2 separate regions of the Cyprinus carpio genome follow, and region 2 is linked to region 1. The links are chromatin contacts, called in public Hi-C maps. All regions are on one chromosome and are shown on one strand. The core of a region is the stretch at or near the end of the contact, and the rest is flanking DNA. Distances in the headings are between cores, read along the strand shown. Region 1 holds the start of LOC109107931 (laminin subunit gamma-1). Region 2 overlaps LOC109107931 (laminin subunit gamma-1).

The links. Hi-C and Micro-C count contacts between places; a contact is called where the count stands out from the background.
Region 2: a contact with region 1 is called in a Hi-C map of skeletal muscle, with 4 times the contacts expected there. The contact joins the enhancer-like site here to the promoter of LOC109107931 in region 1. A contact is called at or near these places in 5 of 8 Hi-C or Micro-C datasets (liver and skeletal muscle).

What each region holds. Positions count from the first base shown.
Region 1 is chrB2:20,134,251-20,140,144 of ASM1834038v1, reverse strand. LOC109107931 (laminin subunit gamma-1) reads right to left here and starts at 3,185. Exons shown (of 28, transcript XM_042718564.1): 1 at 2,457-3,185. The coding sequence starts at 2,826. LOC109108367 (ATP-dependent RNA helicase A-like) reads right to left here. Exons shown (of 29, transcript XM_042718565.1): 29 at 5,810-5,894.
Region 2 is chrB2:20,166,524-20,172,417 of ASM1834038v1, reverse strand. It overlaps LOC109107931 (laminin subunit gamma-1), which reads right to left. Exons shown (of 28, transcript XM_042718564.1): 2 at 4,515-4,819; 3 at 157-287. Among protein-coding and RNA genes, the nearest start is that of LOC109107932, 25 kb to the left of the region's middle. Within about 2 kb of position 2,502, at least 1 of the 8 cell types and tissues checked has an H3K27ac peak or open chromatin away from gene starts, as enhancers often do. A contact at or near this core is called in skeletal muscle, where this site is marked.

The sequences.
Region 1 (5,894 bases), core at 1,936-4,435:
TCTTGAAGCTTGACAGGCCAGCCAGAACTGCTTAATAAAGAACGAGTGTGGGACATACAGAAATGTTCAATAGTAAATCTAATCTACCCTCCTCATCTGTCCTTGCCCCCCAGGCCAGGCCAAATCTCCATGCTCTCTAAGGACTCAGCAGTGTCATGTTAAGACATGCCTGCTTCCGCCTCGACCATCCCAACGAAGGCAGAATAAACATGAAAGCCATCAAAGACAGAGCACATAAAATAAAAGCTTATGGCTGGGACCCAAACTACTTGTGGGTTCCCACCTACAGAGTCGCTTTGGAAAAAACAAAAACCATGGAAGAACAAAACAAACAAGTAAATCAACAATTGTGAATCTTCTCAGATATTTTGGCTTCAGTTCTCAGTAAGATGTGTAAAAAGAGATACGTGTCCACTTCAACCCATTAAAACAATGTATTTTTGAATAATGCATAAAAACACTGTTTGGGAAAAATTATCAAAATGCATATTAAAAATGTTATATACTTTTAAAATAAAGATGCGTAAAAGGATAGATTTTAAGATTTTAGAATCTGAATAACCTTCTTTCACCACAAAGAACCTTTCGTGTAACAGAAGTTCTTCAGATGTTAAAGATTCTTCGTGGAACCATTTAGACAAAAAAAGTTTTTTCTATGGCATCGTGAAGCACCTTTATTTTTAAGAGTGTAAATATATAATTTACATTTATTTTTAAATATTTTGTTCGTTAGAAGTCTATGATAGAAGCACATTTTTCAAATAAATAAAAAATAAAAATGTGGCTCAACAAATTAGTCAATTTCATTACTTGAAGGTGCATGATCAAGATGAAACGCATCAAATATTAGGCTATATGTCTGTCAGTTTCACGCTGTTTTAATGACAGGATTCAAATGCAAAATGCCTAAATCAACAAGAAGAACTAAAGTTAATTAGAAGAAAAGGTGTCTGACGGAAAAGGCCCGTTGGAGACCATGTGCTAACAAATGGCTGCTAATTAGCCAAGTGTATGATAGAAAGATTAAAAGCCAAATCACTTCCTCTTCCATTATCTAAATGCAAATGTCTTATTGACACCCTGATTACAGCTCATTAGACATACTTGCATTTGGGTATATAGCTGCATCTACTTGGGAACGAGAGGCTACAGAGGTCCTGGCTTGCTGGGACTCTATTAATTGGTTACATTACTGCTCTTTTCCCACAGTCAGAAGAACCTCCTCCTGCAACCCAAGCGTTCTGCTTATGCTGGAAGAAATTCAATGATTTGCGTAATGTGCACAAATTCACCGCCTAGTAGAGAGGTCACTCCAGATCTAACAGAGGGTCTATATTATTTTCTAAAACAGGGATTCTGAACCCAGAGTATGTATCTTGTATGATCTTCTTAGGTAAGGCTTCTCCTTGATGGGCCCCAGAACTGAAGAACAGTAAAGTTTGAGCTGTATTTAAAAGCATTGATTCTTGCTAAATGACATCTAGTATATCATAACAATATAATACAACAAAAAGTTTAACCATGATGATTAGAAACACACAGATTTATTATTGCCTAAAGCTATGAAATATGAGTGGTGATGATGACTGAGCTATGAGTGATCGCTATTAGTAGTATAATGCAGAAATCTAGATTTGCCATATGCTTCACATCTGAGCAGACTGAAAAAGTGGACAGAACATATGACCTTTAAAGTAAGTTATTAGTACATATTTAGTGGAATCTATTATTTATTTATGAGACACTAGCATTTATTGTCTCACTACAACTGCCTAAGCTAAAGTTTACAATAAGCCTCATTTGTGCATAAAATATAATGCATTATAATAAGCAATGCATTTTCACAGTACTGATTACATCTAGATTTAAAAAGTTATTGTTACATTTTGCAATTTACATTTATTAAATGCTCTACAAGTACTGTTCATGTTACCTAATAAGATATTATTGTAAAATGTTACCTTGCTTTTTTCCAACTCGTCGTACATTGATTAGTCAGCATGGCTACTTAATAGTTTATTATAACTACTTTCTAATAAGATTAATAACACAATCTAACAAATAGAATAGATACCAGCAACTATCCAAAAAGTAACTAAGAAATACATAGGGAATAGTAACTAGTAATAGTGAAATTATCAGCTATTGGTTACTAGTCAAAAGTGAATAGTTAATATCTTAATCAGAGATCTCTATAAATTTCAATAAAAAAAATGTTTCACCAGTAACAATGAAGTAGTTGTCACTAAGTAGCAAATAAATAAGTTACAGTATGCAACGAATACATACTGGTGGTGACTAATTTTAATGAATAGCTACCAATGAAACTGAGATGCTAACTTTAACTAATGCTAAATCGACTTGCCACAACTCTGGAACAACTTTTATTCACAGCGCAGGAAACCAAAGCAGATTTTTGTGACTCTGACACGAGAATACAAGAGAAAGCTGCTTACCCAGGTGAAGGGTCAGGTTGATGGAGTTTGGGTACTGGATGCCCGCTAACATAGTCTGACTTTGCCACCAGGTGGTATCCGCTTGGTTGTTGTAATCGGTGAGATAAACAGCGCTGTGGTGGTGTCTGGGGTCTCCGGCGTCGCAAATGTGGCATGATTTTGTGACCCCCGTTACCCCGGTCTGTACACAGTATTCTTCAGGCGGCGAGCCGCAAGTGTTGGTGGCCACTACAGTTACATTGAAAGCGGCGTTAACAAACTCTGGCATGCAGCGATGAGGCCGATTGGAGTCGTCTATACATTCATCCATCGCTCCGTGACTGCACGCTGCCCACAAAGTCCATAATAACAAACAGCTAAAAAGCGACATTGTGTCCTTTTGTTTATGCGACCTCAAGTAGCTACCGTCACTGTCTTGATCCCTTCAGTCCTCGTAGTCTTTAAAAAGTTTGCTGTAACTCGCCAGCTACCGAGTTTGTGGTTTTATAAATAAACTCATGCGGAAAATGGTGGTAATCGCTTCACCTCCAAAAAGCGATAGTTGTGGCTTAACCTCCTCGCGACTTCTCTCTTGCAAACCTTCACTTTATTACTGCTTTGTAACCACCGCCATAGGGAAAAAAACTTTTGGAGAAAAGGAACTGTCCGACTACACCCTGGCAGCCAGTGCGCAAGTCAAAGTACTTCCAAAAAAAAAAAAAAAAATCCCTACGTCTACTTCCGCCTGAAGGGATGCTTTGATGGACCGCCGGCCCGCTAAACAAGGCAAGTCCAAATGGACAGAGAGGCGTGAGTGGGCGTGGCGAAATGAGTTTGGGTGAAATGGGCGTGGCTTTGCGCTTTCCCAATTGGTCAGTTTCCCAGTCCACTCCAGGAGTGGGTGGGGCCGGAGTTTCATACCTCACAGATTCTCAACGGAACGATGAACTGACCACTAACTATCCGTAAATAGATAAACAAATGTGTGTTGAACCATGGCTTGATTCGCCATCAGAAAAAAATCTCTCTTTCAAATAGCTGTCCATACGCAGTCAGGCAGTTAAGTACTTATCATTTTATCTTCAAAGAGACATACTTTCTGGATGATTCCCTCGTGCTATGAATAACTAGGAGATGATAGCTGTTGCTTGCTGTGAGCAGTGGGGTCAAAGAGCAAGGTTATATAGAAACCTACTCTACCAGGCAAGAATAAATCCCAAGACTTTAAATAGATGAGTCTTACGTTTTGTGGGCTGTTTATTAATATTTTACCATTGTTTCTAAGTATAGAGAATCTTCTAAAAGTTTGCCCCACACTTACCTCAAAATCAACTTTTAGGTTTTTACGCAGCTAGAATATTCAAAGCCTTCACAGGACTAACTAACTAAAAAAATAACCACAGTTAAGATTGCAATTCTGGTAATTTGTTTTCCTTTTTTTTTTTTATTCCAAAATCATGTGTTATATTTCACCTCAAAATCTACTTTATATTCTTGATATTCCCAAATAAAGTTTGCCCGATGGATTGATTGGAAAGTGAGAGCTGGAGTACTGAATGATCTGAAAATGTGTGTGTGCTGTTGATAAGAACTATAGCAGATACTATCTGATACTACTCTACATGAACCCAGTGAGTGTCTTACATCGACAGCGAGCATCATCTGGTCTTCAGACGCATTCCTTTAGATAACGCTATTACGATTTAATCAAACTGTGATCAAAGAACAAAACTTTGGTGTTTAACAAGACAATCAATCATCACCGACCATGGAGATTGATTAATTAATTGGTTTAATAGCTCTCTAAATAGGATAGAATTGCTCTGTTGGAAAGAAATTGGTTTAAATTTCCCTTCACAAAAATGACATCACGGCCTATTTAAAATGCTAAAAAGCAAAAGATATGCTTATACAATTTTGAGCTAAGAAATCTTGACATCTAGCAGTACTATTAAACCTCTGACCTTGCAATCAAGGCAGCTCTGTACTAGACTTCTGTCTATCCATCAATCTCCTAGTCATACTACATCCAGGACAGGGGAAATGAGGGCTAGATTTATCCCTGTATGTCAAAAAGAGAAATGAGTGTCAACACTTTGTCAAATACTCATTTCTGCCCCCCATACCACTGCATCAAGCTCAGGCATGCCCAGGTTTGTGCATTGTCTCACTGCTACCTTCAAACTTTGAACACATTCATCCACAATTGTTCTCTAAAGATACAAGAGATAGCCTAGATACTCTCTCATCTTACCCAGAGACTACGATTTTATTCTTCTCAGAGATATTCCACACATTCTCTGGAATTTTGCTGTGGTGTCAGATTTGCTTTTTTGGGTAAACCAGATGCGAGTAATTCTTTATATAAAAATGTTCAAGTAACAAGTCAAGGAGTTATGGAGTTTAAGTGTGTACAGAATTTGTGGTTATATTTGAAATTACACGCTGAAACACAATTATATTTGAGTTTAGATTAGTCTACTAGGGCGTTTTTTTTTTTATTTTACCATACAAAACAAAGCAATTAAATACTTTTTAAATCATTAATTGTAGCATCCATAGATAGACTCTCCAGTCAGACATAAACATACTCTGCTGCGTGTTTAAAGCGCCCTCTATCGGTAATCCATTAGAAAAGAATCACGATGTGCGCCAGATATGAAGTAATCATCTAAATTAAGTATATTTGTAGTTTAAGTATATATCTAATATATATCATAAATAAAATATTTTGCCAGCATTTTATTTATGCACCAAACACAATTACAAAAAACTAAAGGTAAATCTAAAGGATTCAATCTTGCTATTTTTTAGTAATCAATGACAGATTTGGTAGCCAAAATAATAATTAACACTAACTCGTATATCATTATATCACATGTTCCGAAACGGAATGTACAGGGATTAAAAAAAAAAAAAGATAAAATTGATTTACACTTTTCAAAAGACATGTCAACACTTCAGCTTTTAGTGTTCCAAAACTCTTGTGTGTACACAGTTTTATAGACATGCTTCTTCAGCTTCAAAAATGTCACTTGGTATTTTGTGGTCTCTAGAAAAAATGAAATTGTGTTATTATTAAAGTACAATATTGATGCATTTATCAGCCAGCAAATCCATTATTATTGACTGCACACGCTATATTTCACACAGATTTCTCAAAATGCATATAACTATTCTAAACGGAGTTGTTTGTTCTAGGGCACAAAATGTTGCTCAATCTGGACAGGAAAAAAAAAAATACTTGGCTGGAGTTACACATTGCTGCAGAACCACACATCTGGAAACTGAGTATTTGATTCCCACCAGTGACTTCATTTCTTAGTCAGTGAACTTATTTCTTACAGGGCATGAGAGAGAGATCAAGACTAAACTGATAAAAAAGAAATGATTTTATTAGAATACAACACTTAACATGTATTTGCCATCCATTATTGGTCACGAATAGTTATTTTTAAT
Region 2 (5,894 bases), core at 1,253-3,752, 33 kb before region 1:
TACAAGGAAGATATGTGAATGCATCATTAAACTATATATTAGCCAACACATGTATGCAGGAGAGTGAAGCAACAGAGATATCCATGACCAGAACAGCTGGAGATGTTGACTTGAACTTGTGTTGCGTTCAGAGAGATGTTGAAACGAATAACGTACCTTCCTCCCACAGCAAAGTCAGAGATAGCATAGTAGTAGGATTTAAGAACTTTGGGATCGTTGAAAACTTCATCTCCGAAAGTGTTTAATCTGTTCAGGGCCACTCTGATGTCCGTGGCAGTCACCCAATCCTGACAGAGAAACAAAATGACAAATTAGGCATTTAAAAAAAAATTACAAAATGGGACAATAAAAGCAAGAATGTAGACGGAGAAAGGGCAGTCATAGATGAGCATGTAACATTTTTTTTTGTTATTACAGTGGTTTTAGCAGGGAAGAATTCTTCCCATCTGTTCTGTGTGGAGATGTCTAAAGAAAATAAATCCTCAGGCCTCTAATCTAAACCAAACCTGCTGGAGTCACATTGAGCCAATGTAATGTCTGCAGAACGGTTTCATGGGAAGAGAAAAACACCAGTGCGACATTTAACATGTAAATGTCATGTAGAATGATGTCGCACAGTACTTGCAGTTGAACTTTGCCTGTTTGCGGCCACATGCTGGGAGTGCCAATGGGAATGGGAATGAATGCAATGGTTTTGCTATAAACCGCTCGAGTGGGTTGATTTTACAAGTGGGGCTGACAGAATAACACAGGAGGTCAAAGTGGAGCCAGGCAACCCTGTAACAATGGTGAACATTTTCAGTCCATTAAACCCCTGCTGGAACTGAGGAGGAAACGTCCTAAAGTCAGTCTGACACCTTATCCGTAGCTGACAGCTGTGATTCAGAGCATGTTCCTGTTTGGGAAGAGAGCCAAAGACACCACAGTTCTCTTCCCCCAGAGGAACTTACATAAACACAGACTGATCACAATGAAATGTTTGGATCATCAATAATATCAGATTTTCCTCACATAAAGCTATACTATAATTTAGGAATGGGCAGTACAATCAAAATCTATAAGCAATGTGCGAGTAATTTTGTGTCACTGTTACTGCAGATCACAAATTTATTTTTCACAGCATAATTTTAGCTAAATGTTACATATTTATATTGTTTTTAAATTGAGTACATATTAAATAATAATCAATTTGTAAAAGATTTTAAAATCTATTAAAGCAGTACAGTGTCCATTATCTCATCAGATTATTTTTTTGAACTGGAGCTGCATAAATAAATCTGTCATCAGAGCAAAAACAGCTTTACTTCATGTGGCGTCATTAAAAGCAAAAGACTCGAATTATAAAACAAATCAGTTAGACTCTAAATTCTGCCTAAAGTCTGAATATTGTGTTTAAAATGTTTGCATTACTTCATAAGGCCATTTTTTGAGCTTGACAGTTATAGTCACCATCCGCTTTCATTGTCTGGAAAAGAGCAAACAGGACTCCTATTGTGTTTCGCGGAAAACTTACATCATGTGTTTTAAGCAAAACGATGATGACAGGATTTTCACATTTGAGTGCACTTTGACTTTAACCCCTTTCAGCCCCCAAGAAATGTGATACAACAAAATTTAACCATCAGCTCTGCTTGGAAACAAAAGATAGAACATATAAAAGTAACAGCTAATTATCAACTAATGATATTAATGACAGATGTTGAGTGAAGCCAGTTTGTTGTGGATCATTTTCAAAGTCCACAAACAAACTAGTCATCTTCACTCCTTCTCACACACTACTATAAAAGACCAGGCATGACAGCCACATAAACCCACCGAAACAGATCCATTCCTATAAAAAGAGTTTGGGCCTTTGGTATTAATAGCTTTACGCCACATGAGATGTCTGATATGGAAGTATCTGGCGACAGGGCTAAAATTGTACATTTGGTAAAGGTAACATTAAATTTGAAAAACAATGTTACAATAAATAAATAAATAAAAATAACAAAAACAAATGTTTACCATAATAATACTGCTTAATTTTGTTAATTAAAGGTGCCGTCCTACAAGAATATAAACCTCTACCTATAATAAATTCTCTTTTGTGAATTAGAGACTACTTGGACTGACTTGAATTTTCATCATATGAAAGCAAATGGTGAAAAAAAAGAAATGATACAAATAATTCGAGGAGACACAAATCAACACAGATCCAAGAGTCCTAGGTCTTGCATGTACACTGCACGTTGTCCATCACATGCACACACACACACTCTTTTCCAGCTGTGTCTGTGCACTGCCAAGCACAATCAGAACGGGGTGGGAAATCTGGGGGTGTCACCTAGTAACATGTTGCAACTGTTGGCTGTGCTGAGCGAGCGGGAGGCGACGTAGCACCTGGACAGCGAACCACGGGTCTCTCGAACACACAGCAGCCAGCCTGCCTGCTTCCATGCATGAATTCAGCCATACATTATCTGCTGTCCACCCACTCCTGCTCATATCTCACACACTTAACCTCTTTTCGTCTCCCTGTAACCACGGCAGCATCTTGTTTTAGCTTGGCATGCAGACCGCTTTCTCTGCCTGACAACAAATTCCACAGTCAGCACGCGGAAGGACTGACTCAGCTCACATTGGGTTGAGTATCTGTCTCTTATTCATCTAATTAGTCTGAGAATTTTTTTATTTTTTTTTTCTCTCTGTGGTTGTGGTCTTGGGAAATATATCAAGTTTTGGTGAAATGCAACAATGTAAAAGTAGGATTTCTGCATAAAAGTAATTATTTGTTGTATAACGGGCAGAAACATGTCATAAACCTATTTAATAATAAAACTGATGCTTTTATGAAGCAACATAATAAACCTCAGTGAAGTTGGCACACTGTAAAAAGAAATAAATCAACAAAACTATGCCATTCATTTGTGCCGCAAAAATGAACATTTGTGCTGGTTTGGTGTTTGAGACATTAAACATAATTTTTTTGACTGTGACGTCACTCTCCACCCCATGTTGCCCAAATTGCTCCAAATCAGTGCAGTTTGTTTGTGTTGGGTTTGTGCCATTAAAACAAACACTGCATCTATTTTCCTTCCTTAGATATGACCAAATTGTTATCGGGAGCTGTGATGTTACTCTCCACCCCAGTTCGTCTAAATCGCACTAAACTGGTGTCATTCATTTGTGCTCGATTTGTGCCGTTGAAATAATCATCATATATATTTGATGATCCCCTTCTTAGAAAAAACAAACATCATTTGGGACAGTGATGTCACTCTCCACCCAATGCCGTCCAAATCTTTCTAAACCGGTGCCGTACGTTTGTGTTCAATTTGTCCCAGGTTGTGCTGTTAAAAGACACCAAACCAGCACAAACGTTTGTTTTTGCAGCACAAATCAGCACAAATGTAGCACAAACAAATGGCATAGTTTTGCTGATTATTTATTTTTATGTGATGCCGACTTCACAAAGGTACAAAACCATGGTGCTCATCCATGAAAAATAAAATAAAATAAAAACTAAAACATGATGCTCAGCCATGAAAATAAATAAATAAAACAAAATGTATATATAAATATACACCAAGAAAAAGTTGGGGCTTGAAGATTTTGTCTTAAGAAATTAAAACTTTTATACATAAAGGATGCACTGAATTGAACAAAAGTGACAGTAAAGAGGTTTCAAATATTGTTTCCACAAAAACATATCAACCAGCAAAACCTTTAAATATATGTGATGATAAAAAATGTTTCTTAAGCACCAAATCAGCAAGTTAGAATGATTTTCTGAAAGATAATGTAGCATTGAAGACTAAAGTAGTGGCTGCTGAAAATTCAGCTAGGAATACATAAAATAAATTTTACTATTACTTTATTATTTGATCAATTTTTTTTAATGATTTTCTCCTATTGCAGTTACAACAGCAACTTGGTGCAACTTATTTTCCAGAAAATACAGTAAATGGAAATTTTTGTTTTACTGATATATTTCGCAAATACTTATATCTCTCACTTATATCTCTCTCTTGTGGGGAAGTCGTGGCCTAATGGTTAGAGACTTTGACTCCTAACCCTAAGGTTGTGGGTTCTAGTCTCAGGCCGGCAATACCATAACTGAGTTGCCCTTGAGCAAGGCACCGAACCCCCAACTTCTCCCCGGATGCCACAGCATAAATGGCTGCCCACTGCTCCGGGTGTGTGTGCACTTTGGATGGGTTAAATGCAAAGCACGAATTCTGAGTATGGGTCTCCATACTTGGCTGTATGTCACGTCACATGCAAATGCTTTTAAATTATGAGCGGTTTGTTTGAGGCTGCGGAACGTTGCTCAATCTGGATTAAAAATCTTGGAAAAGTAACTTGGCTGCAGTCGCACATTACTACACAACACCACATCTGGAAACTGAGTTTTCGATTCCCACCAATAACTTTGTTACGTCTGAGACTGAGTGGTGTGAACGTTTTTCATGAGTGAGTTAAGAACAATCAAGGGAAAGTGAGTTCAAAAAGAGAAACATAGAAGACTGGTTTACCTGCAGTACAGGGCTGTTGTCAAAATTATATTTGCTGGGTCGGCCCTCGAGTGTTGAGAAGGCCACATTTCCTCCGGTGAGAGGTGAGATGTCGCTAAACTCATCTGTGCACAGAGCCTGCTGCTCGTCCTCACCAGTGCGAATGAAGCCGCGGTTGATCTTGCTGAAGGTCTTCTCGCAGGAGCCGCTGTAGTACTGGTAGGGAATCCAGGGCCCGTCTTCACTAGTGCGCTTGTAGATGGCAAAGCTCTCAGGACGGCTGGTATGAAACTTCAGACGCACATAGGTGATGTCGAAAGACTTGCCTAGAAAAAGAGAGAAAGCAATATTAAGCACTGCAGTTTATTCTTCATTCCTTCAAAACACACTGAAAACACTAAAATGTAACACTATAATGCAATGATCATTACCAGTCCTAATATTTCAATGGGAAATGCAAACAATTTTTAATAGCTTGGCACACGATGCATGGGAAAGTCACAGATAAGCATATGACCACATACGGTGAGGATATGCAGCATATATTTAGGTATACAGATGTGAGATTAGTGAGATGTGCTCTTTAATGTGCAGGGACTGCAAGGCAGATATCACACAGATAGACCGGTAGTAGTGTCTGCAAGCTAAAGGTAGAACGGAGTTCAGATAAAGCGAAAGATGACTGGATACCATATGCTCTCTTTCCTAAACAATCTGTGCTTCCGTACGGCTCACTAGCAGATAGAGCTGGGTTCAAGGACTGGATAAGACACTAAGTCAGCACTGCAGGTTTCAAACATACATCTCTGAAAGACGGCACAGAAAAAGGGATCAAGGTTAAGCAGACAAGCCTGATATTCCACACAGCTGGCATAACGCCACTCAAACATAACCTTGTTTCACTCAAAATGCCTAAGAGCTCCTTCCTGTCCGATAAGATCTGCAAATCCGTGCCCTCAAATTTCCATTGTTCTGCTCTTTTTTTCCCCCTCCAGCTGCTTAAGTATTCAGGACTGTAACCACCTTAGAAATTAGAGGAGGACAAGCCAATTTTCCAATGATTGTGTCATAATATTATTTATTTAAAATACAATGAAATGTATAAATACAAATCACCTGCATACACCACTTCTATGATGAGAATTTTTATAATTTCAGATTTTTTTGGATTAGTTCAGGTTGTGAAATGTCAGGTGCTGTTTATGAATGAATTTATATTTCTAATAAAAAAAAAAACATTTTAAAAAATAATAAAGATGTGTATTCAAAATGTACATCACATACACTACCTTTCATTTTAAAAACTTGGGACATTTTAAACTTTTTTTTTATTTTAAATCTCTTTTTTATCTGTTTTAAACTACCTTTTTTAAAATCTCGGCTGAAATTTGAATCACTTCA